Linked DNA regions of Mus musculus: region 2 is linked to region 1. A link is a contact called in public Hi-C data. All regions are on one chromosome and are shown on one strand. The core of a region is the stretch at or near the end of the contact, and the rest is flanking DNA. Distances in the headings are between cores, read along the strand shown. Region 1 holds the start of Ado (2-aminoethanethiol (cysteamine) dioxygenase). Region 2 has its middle 35 kb from the start of Gm32515.

Region 1 (3,324 bases), core at 357-2,856:
GAAGTGGCTACCAAGCCAGGGGAGGAAAGACATCGTCCTCAACACGCACAGTTATGAGGGTGAACCCCAGTGCTAGAAAGATGTCTTTTCAGAACTCCTCACTTTAGATGCTGAGTAGTTTGTGTGTGTGTTTTAACCAAACGAATAACTAAAAAAAAAAAAAAAAAAAAAAAAAAGAAAACAAGAACAATTCAAGGTCATGCACAATCAGTAATAAATTAAACTATTAAGGAGCAATCGTGGGCAGGAGAGAAAACAAATCTGAGTCACCGAAGGGAAGAGGGATTCAAAACTACTTAGTGTATTTTGTAGAGAATGAGAAACAAAAATGGTTTCATTATGGCTTTAGGATGGAAGCGCTTTAGGGTCCCTGCCCGGTTCCCTTAAATCAAAGCCTTGGTGGCACTGAGGATACCAGGAATCAACCTAGCCTTCCGCCCACCCGCCCCCATAACCGTGCCCGGTGGTGGCTGTACTCCAGTGGGCCGTGTTCCCCAAGGTTCCTCAAGATGTGGCGCTGGTCACTCCAGTAAATCCATCGTCCAGGCGAGGGGGCGGAGAGAAGAGCCCTTATGGAAGATAGAGGGCAGCCAGGCCTTTCTTGAGCAGGGCAGGGTACATCTTTGGCCCACAGTTCCCCGGGCGGCAGGAGCTTCAAGGTAGGACCTTGGGGCCTGGATAGGGCTCTCCCTCGCACCAGAAGTCGTCGGCCTGTGGTGTCTCCAGGAGCCACACTTCTCGGGGAAGGTCGCAGGCAGAGCCGGAAGCCTCCTTGGGTCTGATGGGCTCCACTACACGGTAATAGTGGCAGTCCCGGCCGTCCTCCGGGTCGTAGGGTGGGGCCAGGATGTCCAGGAAGGCAGCTGGCCCGTCCACGGCATCAATCTGGTGCAGGTTGTCCCGGTGTGGAGTGAGCACGCAGGGCCCACTGGCCTCGGTGTACTCGGCCCGGGAACGCAGCACGCCCGGTCGCACGGCCTCCCGCTCCAAGGGCTGCAGCGGGGGCTCGAACTGCTGCTCTGGCGGCGGCCGCCGATGCCCGGCCCCCGTGTCCAGCTTGTCCATGCAGCTGATGCGGACCGTGCCGTACAGCACCTTGAGCATACCGTGCATGCCCGGGTGGTCGTGCAGCGGGATGCACGTGCCGCTCTTGAGCAGGAACACGCCCAGGCTGAAGCCCTCCGTCTCGTAGATGTGCATGTAGGTGACCGGCGGGAGGTTGCGGGGCAGCGGCTGCGGCAGCGCCTTGCGCGGCGCGATGTTGAGGTCCTCGGCGCGCACCTGGGTCAGCAGGCTCTTGAGCAGGCTCAGGTTCTCCGGGAAGCCCGGCGCCGGCCCTTCGGAGCCCGTCGAGCTGCCGCGGAAGGTGAGACACGCCTGGCGAGCGATGCGCTGGATCAGGGAGGCCATGTTGTCGCGGGGCATGCTTGGCGCTTCCTGCGCGGCTCGCGGCCGGCCCGTTCCGCCTCTGCGCCGCCCCTTGCGGTCTCCGGCGGCCGCCACGGCTACCCGCGCGGACCCCCGCGCCAGGCGGGAGACCTCCCCGCAACAACCGGCCAGCGGGGCGCGCGGGGCCGCCTTGCACGGTCGCCCGCTTAGCGCGCCAATGGTCGGGCGCTTGCCCGCGCGCGAAGGCGAGTGCGCACGCGCACGGCCGCTACCCGCACTCACGCTCCGGGGCCCAGACAGGCGCTGGCGCGGGCCGTGCCAGGCGCTGCCTCACGCGCGGAGCTCCATTCACGCGGCCCACACCAACGACTACAGCCGGGCGCGGCGGGAGCGCCGCAAGGCACGCTGGGATGTGTAGTCCGAGCCTGCGCTTGCGCGGGGCACGAACGCGTCCTGCGGAGCAGGGGAAACCAGGATTTTTTTAAGAACTTGGCAGAAAGCGAGCAGCGCGTTCGTTTTGCAGAGCCTCAGGGTGTTTACTTGTTTGATAAAACTGAACTATTATTGCAAGAGATATAGCCAGTTAACTACAACTCCCGCCATCCCCGCAGTCGGGGTGACATACTTCCGGCAGCTGGTGGAGGCTTCTCGCCGCTGGGAAAAAAACGGCACAAGAGGGTCGTTAACCTTCTTGTGCCGCTAGGGCCTGCTGGGTCACTCGGGGTCACCTTTGACCCTTGCTCCCTAGGAATGAGGTTTCGGGGTCAACCTTAGCTGCTCGTAGGCCACACTGTGTGCGCCGTGGAGATCTGTGGATGGCGCTTGTCTATTTTTCTGTTTCTTAGGAGGTGAATGGGGTCGGGCGGGTAACCAAAGCGGTCACCCAGCACAGCTGTGCGCAGCTGTTGTTTGCCTCTGGGCCTGATGACGCTGCTCCTTGACTCACTGATAGCGGGAAGCTTTGAGAGGCCATTTGCTACAGCCAAGGGTTCTGTATACTAGTGGTTATCCATCCGTAGGGCGCCCGAGAAACACCAGTTGAGGGGCAAGGGGCGTTTTGTCAGAATAGATTATCGCTGTCATGAGTCTCTAGAGCAATGCAACTATCGGGCTGGTTTATGAAGTTAGGTCACCGCAGAGTGATTATTCTCTGGACTTTTTGCAGACGTAGGTGGTGGCTGGCAAAGGAAGATAGTAGATATTATGAATTTAAATCTTACCCTTGAATTTAAGGTCTTCTTGGACTTTCAGAATTAAACATGGGTTTATAACTGCAGTGGCCCAGGAAATCCTTTTCAGTTAAGAAGGCAGGCTTTTAGTGTGTATGTGTGTGTGGGTTTTGCATCCTAGCCAGTAAGTGTGGTATTCCAGGTACCTTGTTAAATACATTAAATAATGAGTTTTATCTTAGTAATACCCTCACAGAAACTTTTAAGACGTAGGCACTGACTGTATTATTCCCCGCCTGTACACGAGAGATTAATTTGCAGGTGCGCATTTGGAAAAGACGTAAGTGCAACTTAACGAAACACAGTTTGAATTGGTGTAAAAGGAACCAAGGGACACAAGGACGTAGCTTCTGCAGCTTATTGTGGTGCTCACAAGCTGTGGCTTTCTGCACAGCGTACCTTTCCAAGTCCTCAGTTCATTCCTCCAAAGAATGCTGGGTTTGATGCATCCAGACTTCTGAGTCATTGTTTCTCACCCAAAGTCCCTCGGTAGCTTAAAGGGCGATTCTAGACGTTATACCCCAGGGCTTCTGATTCAGTATTGGGGTGAAGGATAGAATTCTGGTTGAGAGGTGCCCACTGAAGTGGTTCGAGGTTCAGCACCCATGTTGGGGGGGGTGTCACTGTGAGATCTGTAAATGGTGAGCCAACCCCATTTACATTCCACAGTAAGAGCAACTATTTGGCTACGTAAATGGATCCTTAA
Region 2 (3,324 bases), core at 299-2,798, 80 kb after region 1:
ACTGGTGACCTACCTGAGTGCTGTGGTCTAATGTTTGGAATGATGGGCTTACTGAAATAAGCTCAAGGAAGAGAAAGAAGGACTGATTGGAGTCAACAGAAATAGACAAATCTTTTGGGAAATGTTCCTCAGAAAGAAACGAGCCTTTGGCAGACGATTATTTAACGATGTTTAAGATCGGAGGGATGGCAGCACACTTGCAAACCAACAAAGGCGATTTTGTAAAAAGAGGAATCTGATGAGTGAGCCAAAGGCTTCGGGTAAATGAGAGGCGCGTGGCACCTTGCGGAAGAGCAAAGGCATTGGCCTCAAACAGGGCCCAGAGGGTTCACACACACGGTGATAGACAGGAAGGCAGAGACTACGGAGCAGGGGCCATGAGAGGGCATGGGAGCAACTCAACAAATTCTCTTCTGCTGCTGCTTTGTTGCGAAGAACCAGAAGTGCAGTCATAACTACCTTGAGAGTGGGAAGGGGAAAGAGGGTGGAGGATGAGAGCACAGGCACTGGTCCTGCGAGAGTGTAAATGAACAATTGAAACAGCAAAGCAAGGGAGCATCCCAGGAGCCTACCGGGCCCACGTTACATTTAAAAACTCTTGGCCGGGAAGCCCGATAGCTCAGGTAGGTCTCAAAACACCATTAAAAAAAAAAAAGAATGTGGTGTGCGAGCAGGCAGAGTGGAGTTCAGAAGCCTTGGCATGCTCATTTTAAAAATCTGGGGGGCTGGAGAGATGGCTCAGAGGTTAAGAGCACTGACTGCTCTTCTAGAGGTCCTGAGTTCAATTCCCAGCAACCACATAGCAGCTCACAACCATCTGCAGTGGGATCCAATGCCCTCTTCTGGTGTGTCTGAAGACAGCCTGTGCTAAAAACAACAACAACAAAAAAAACAAAAAACAAAAAAAAAAAAAAAAAACGAAAAACAAACAAACAAACAAACATCTGGGATTGGCAGCACAGGAAACAGGGGATCCTTGGGGCTTCCTGAACAGTCGGTCTAGCTGCATCTGTGAACACTGGGGTCAGTGGAAGACCGTGTCTAAAAATATTTTATATTTTTTATATGAAATGCTAAATGTTATAGGTCATTTCCTTTTTCATTGTAATCAAGGGTGGAAGGGGTGGAAGGTTTTGTTTGGTGGTTGGTTGGTTTTGGTTGTTGTTTTAAGGGTCTCCTGTGTCCCAGGCTACCTTTGAACTTTTTATGTAATCAAAGGTAACCTTGAACCGAGGCTCCTCCTGCCTCTACTTCCCAAGTGCTGAGGCTGCAGACATGTGTCACCATGCCTGGCGAGTGGCTCTCGAGAATGTTGGTGAAGGTTGACCCTACTGGATCCACAGACCCCTTTCACCCAGACACTTTCTGGCTGGTGGTCCCTATCTGACACATTCTGTCCAACAGAGGACAAGCAGAAGTAATCTAAGTGCGGATTCTGAGAAAGTTTTTTTCCTTTCCACGGAAAACAAAAGGCACAGACTAGTTAGTCATTTCCCTTTAACCCTGTGTCCTTCTTCTTCTCCTTTTCGCTTTCTTCCTTATCTGTAGAGAAGATGGGCAGCCTCAAGACGCAGGGATCAGCTTGGGACCACAAGGGCAAGCGTGAAGCTGTACCCACATCCAGGGTGACAGGACAGAAATACTGTTGGCTAGCTTATGTCAACTTGACACGAGCTAGAGCCATCTGAAGGGAGGGAACCTCAAGGGAGAAAAAGCCTCCATAACTTCTAGCTGTAGGGCATTTTCTTAATGATCAGTGGGGAAGGACCCAGCCCCTTGTGGGTACTGCCATCCCTGGGCTGGTGGTGCTGGGTCCTATAAGAAAGCAGGGAGCAAGCCAGTAAGCTGCACCCTTTCATAGCCTACGCGTCAGCTCCTGCCTCCAGGTACCTGCCCCATTTGAATTCCAGGTTGACATCCCTCCATGATGGATTGTTACCTGGAAGTGTAAGCTGAAATGAGCCCCCTTTCCCCAGATTTCTTTGGTCATGGTGTTTCATCACAGTCATAGAAACTTAAACTAAGACAACCTCTGAGTCTCTGGTGGGGATGCTGAGCCCCACTGAGGCCTGTTTCTACTCCTGGAATTCCTGTCACATGAGACAAATCAATTCCTCTCTTGAAGCCTTCGCATTAGCTTGGCTTCCTGTTTTTTAGCTTGTTACATTCTAAGGCATAGAGCTACATTCTAGCAAACACAGAAATGCTAAGCGGTTGAACCCGAGCAAGCTTCACAGACAGACTTCTTTTGATACAGCCTTCAGCATTGGGCTCTCCTGCTGAGGTAATGGTTCTGTGCCAACATGTGCGACTCCTCATGAAATCACGTGGAACCTTTTAGCCTTTGTCTTCATTCTCCTTTTCTTACACTTAACTCCATGCATTTAATATTTTACCTATACTTCACATTGCCCTTTTATTTTCTTTGGAAGGAAATGGAAGCCAGAGAAAGCAGCACGTGAGTGATTTGGATCTTGGCTCTCCGGTTCCCAGGCAATGACTATCCTCCTACTTCATGTATCTCCTTCTGGGTGTTCTCCATTAGGTTGTCATGTTGGTCTCCTGAGTAATATGCTCCTGTGCTCTTTGACAGGGCATACAATGTCTGTCAAAGCCTCGGTCCCTCTGGTTTCCAAGTCCTCATTTCCAGGATCCAAGCCACACGTTACTTCTCCTATCTTCGTTACTTTTCTCTTACCTTGATGAATACTATGAGCAAGTTCCACAGGGTTAGAGTCCATGACCCACATGGCAGGGAACATGGAATCAGGCAGGCAGGCATGGTGCTAGAGTAGTAGCTGAGAGCTTACATCTGATCTGCAAACAGGTAGAAAGAGCTAAGTAGGAATGGTGGGGGATTTTGAAAGCTCAAAGCCCACCCCCAGTGACACACCTTCTCCAACATGGCTGCACATCTGAACCTTTTCCAATTAGTCCCACCTCATATAGACCAAGCATTCAAATATATGAGCCAATGGGGGCCATTCTTGCTTAAACTGCCATATTCTACCCTCAAATCTCCATGAGACTGTACTCATATTAATGTATTTAGTCCAACTTTAAAAGTTTCCATAGCTTTCCACAGTCTCAACACAGTTTAAAAGTCCACATGCCAAGGCAGGTGGAAACCCATGGGAGGCCTCCCCTTCTCTGAGGAAAAAGAGAAGGGGAAATGAGAGGAGGGAAGGGGAAAGAGAGAAAGAGAGGAACTGGAAAAAGAGGAGGGAGGGCAAGCTATGAGTGGGGTGTAAATTTAATTAATTAATATGACAAAGATTTAAAAAAGAAAGAGAAAAATAGGAAAGTGTCCTGTAAACATTTCTG

The links. Hi-C and Micro-C count contacts between places; a contact is called where the count stands out from the background.
Region 2: a contact with region 1 is called in a Hi-C map of bone marrow-derived macrophages, with 50 read pairs. The contact joins the enhancer-like site here to the promoter of Ado in region 1. A contact is called at or near these places in 5 of 39 promoter capture datasets (the C10 cell line, liver, macrophages and 1 more), 2 of 15 datasets of contacts at CTCF or cohesin (CD8 T cells and pro-B cells), 37 of 484 Hi-C or Micro-C datasets (B cells, the C10 cell line, CD4 T cells and 24 more), 17 of 115 datasets of contacts at active chromatin or transcription factors (CD8 T cells, the SCID.adh cell line, Th17 cells and 8 more) and 3 of 9 other capture datasets (adipose tissue, embryonic stem cells and liver).

The regions. Positions count from the first base shown.
Region 1 is chr10:67,547,349-67,550,672 of GRCm38.p6, forward strand. It overlaps Ado (2-aminoethanethiol (cysteamine) dioxygenase), which reads right to left and starts at 1,607. Exons shown (of 1, transcript NM_001005419.2): 1 at 1-1,607. The coding sequence starts at 1,425. The coding sequence ends at 655.
Region 2 is chr10:67,627,608-67,630,931 of GRCm38.p6, forward strand. No RefSeq gene overlaps it. Among named protein-coding and RNA genes, the nearest start is that of Gm32515, 35 kb to the right of the region's middle. Within about 2 kb of position 1,549, at least 9 of the 459 cell types and tissues checked have an H3K27ac peak or open chromatin away from gene starts, as enhancers often do. A contact at or near this core is called in bone marrow-derived macrophages, microglia and peritoneal macrophages, where this site is marked.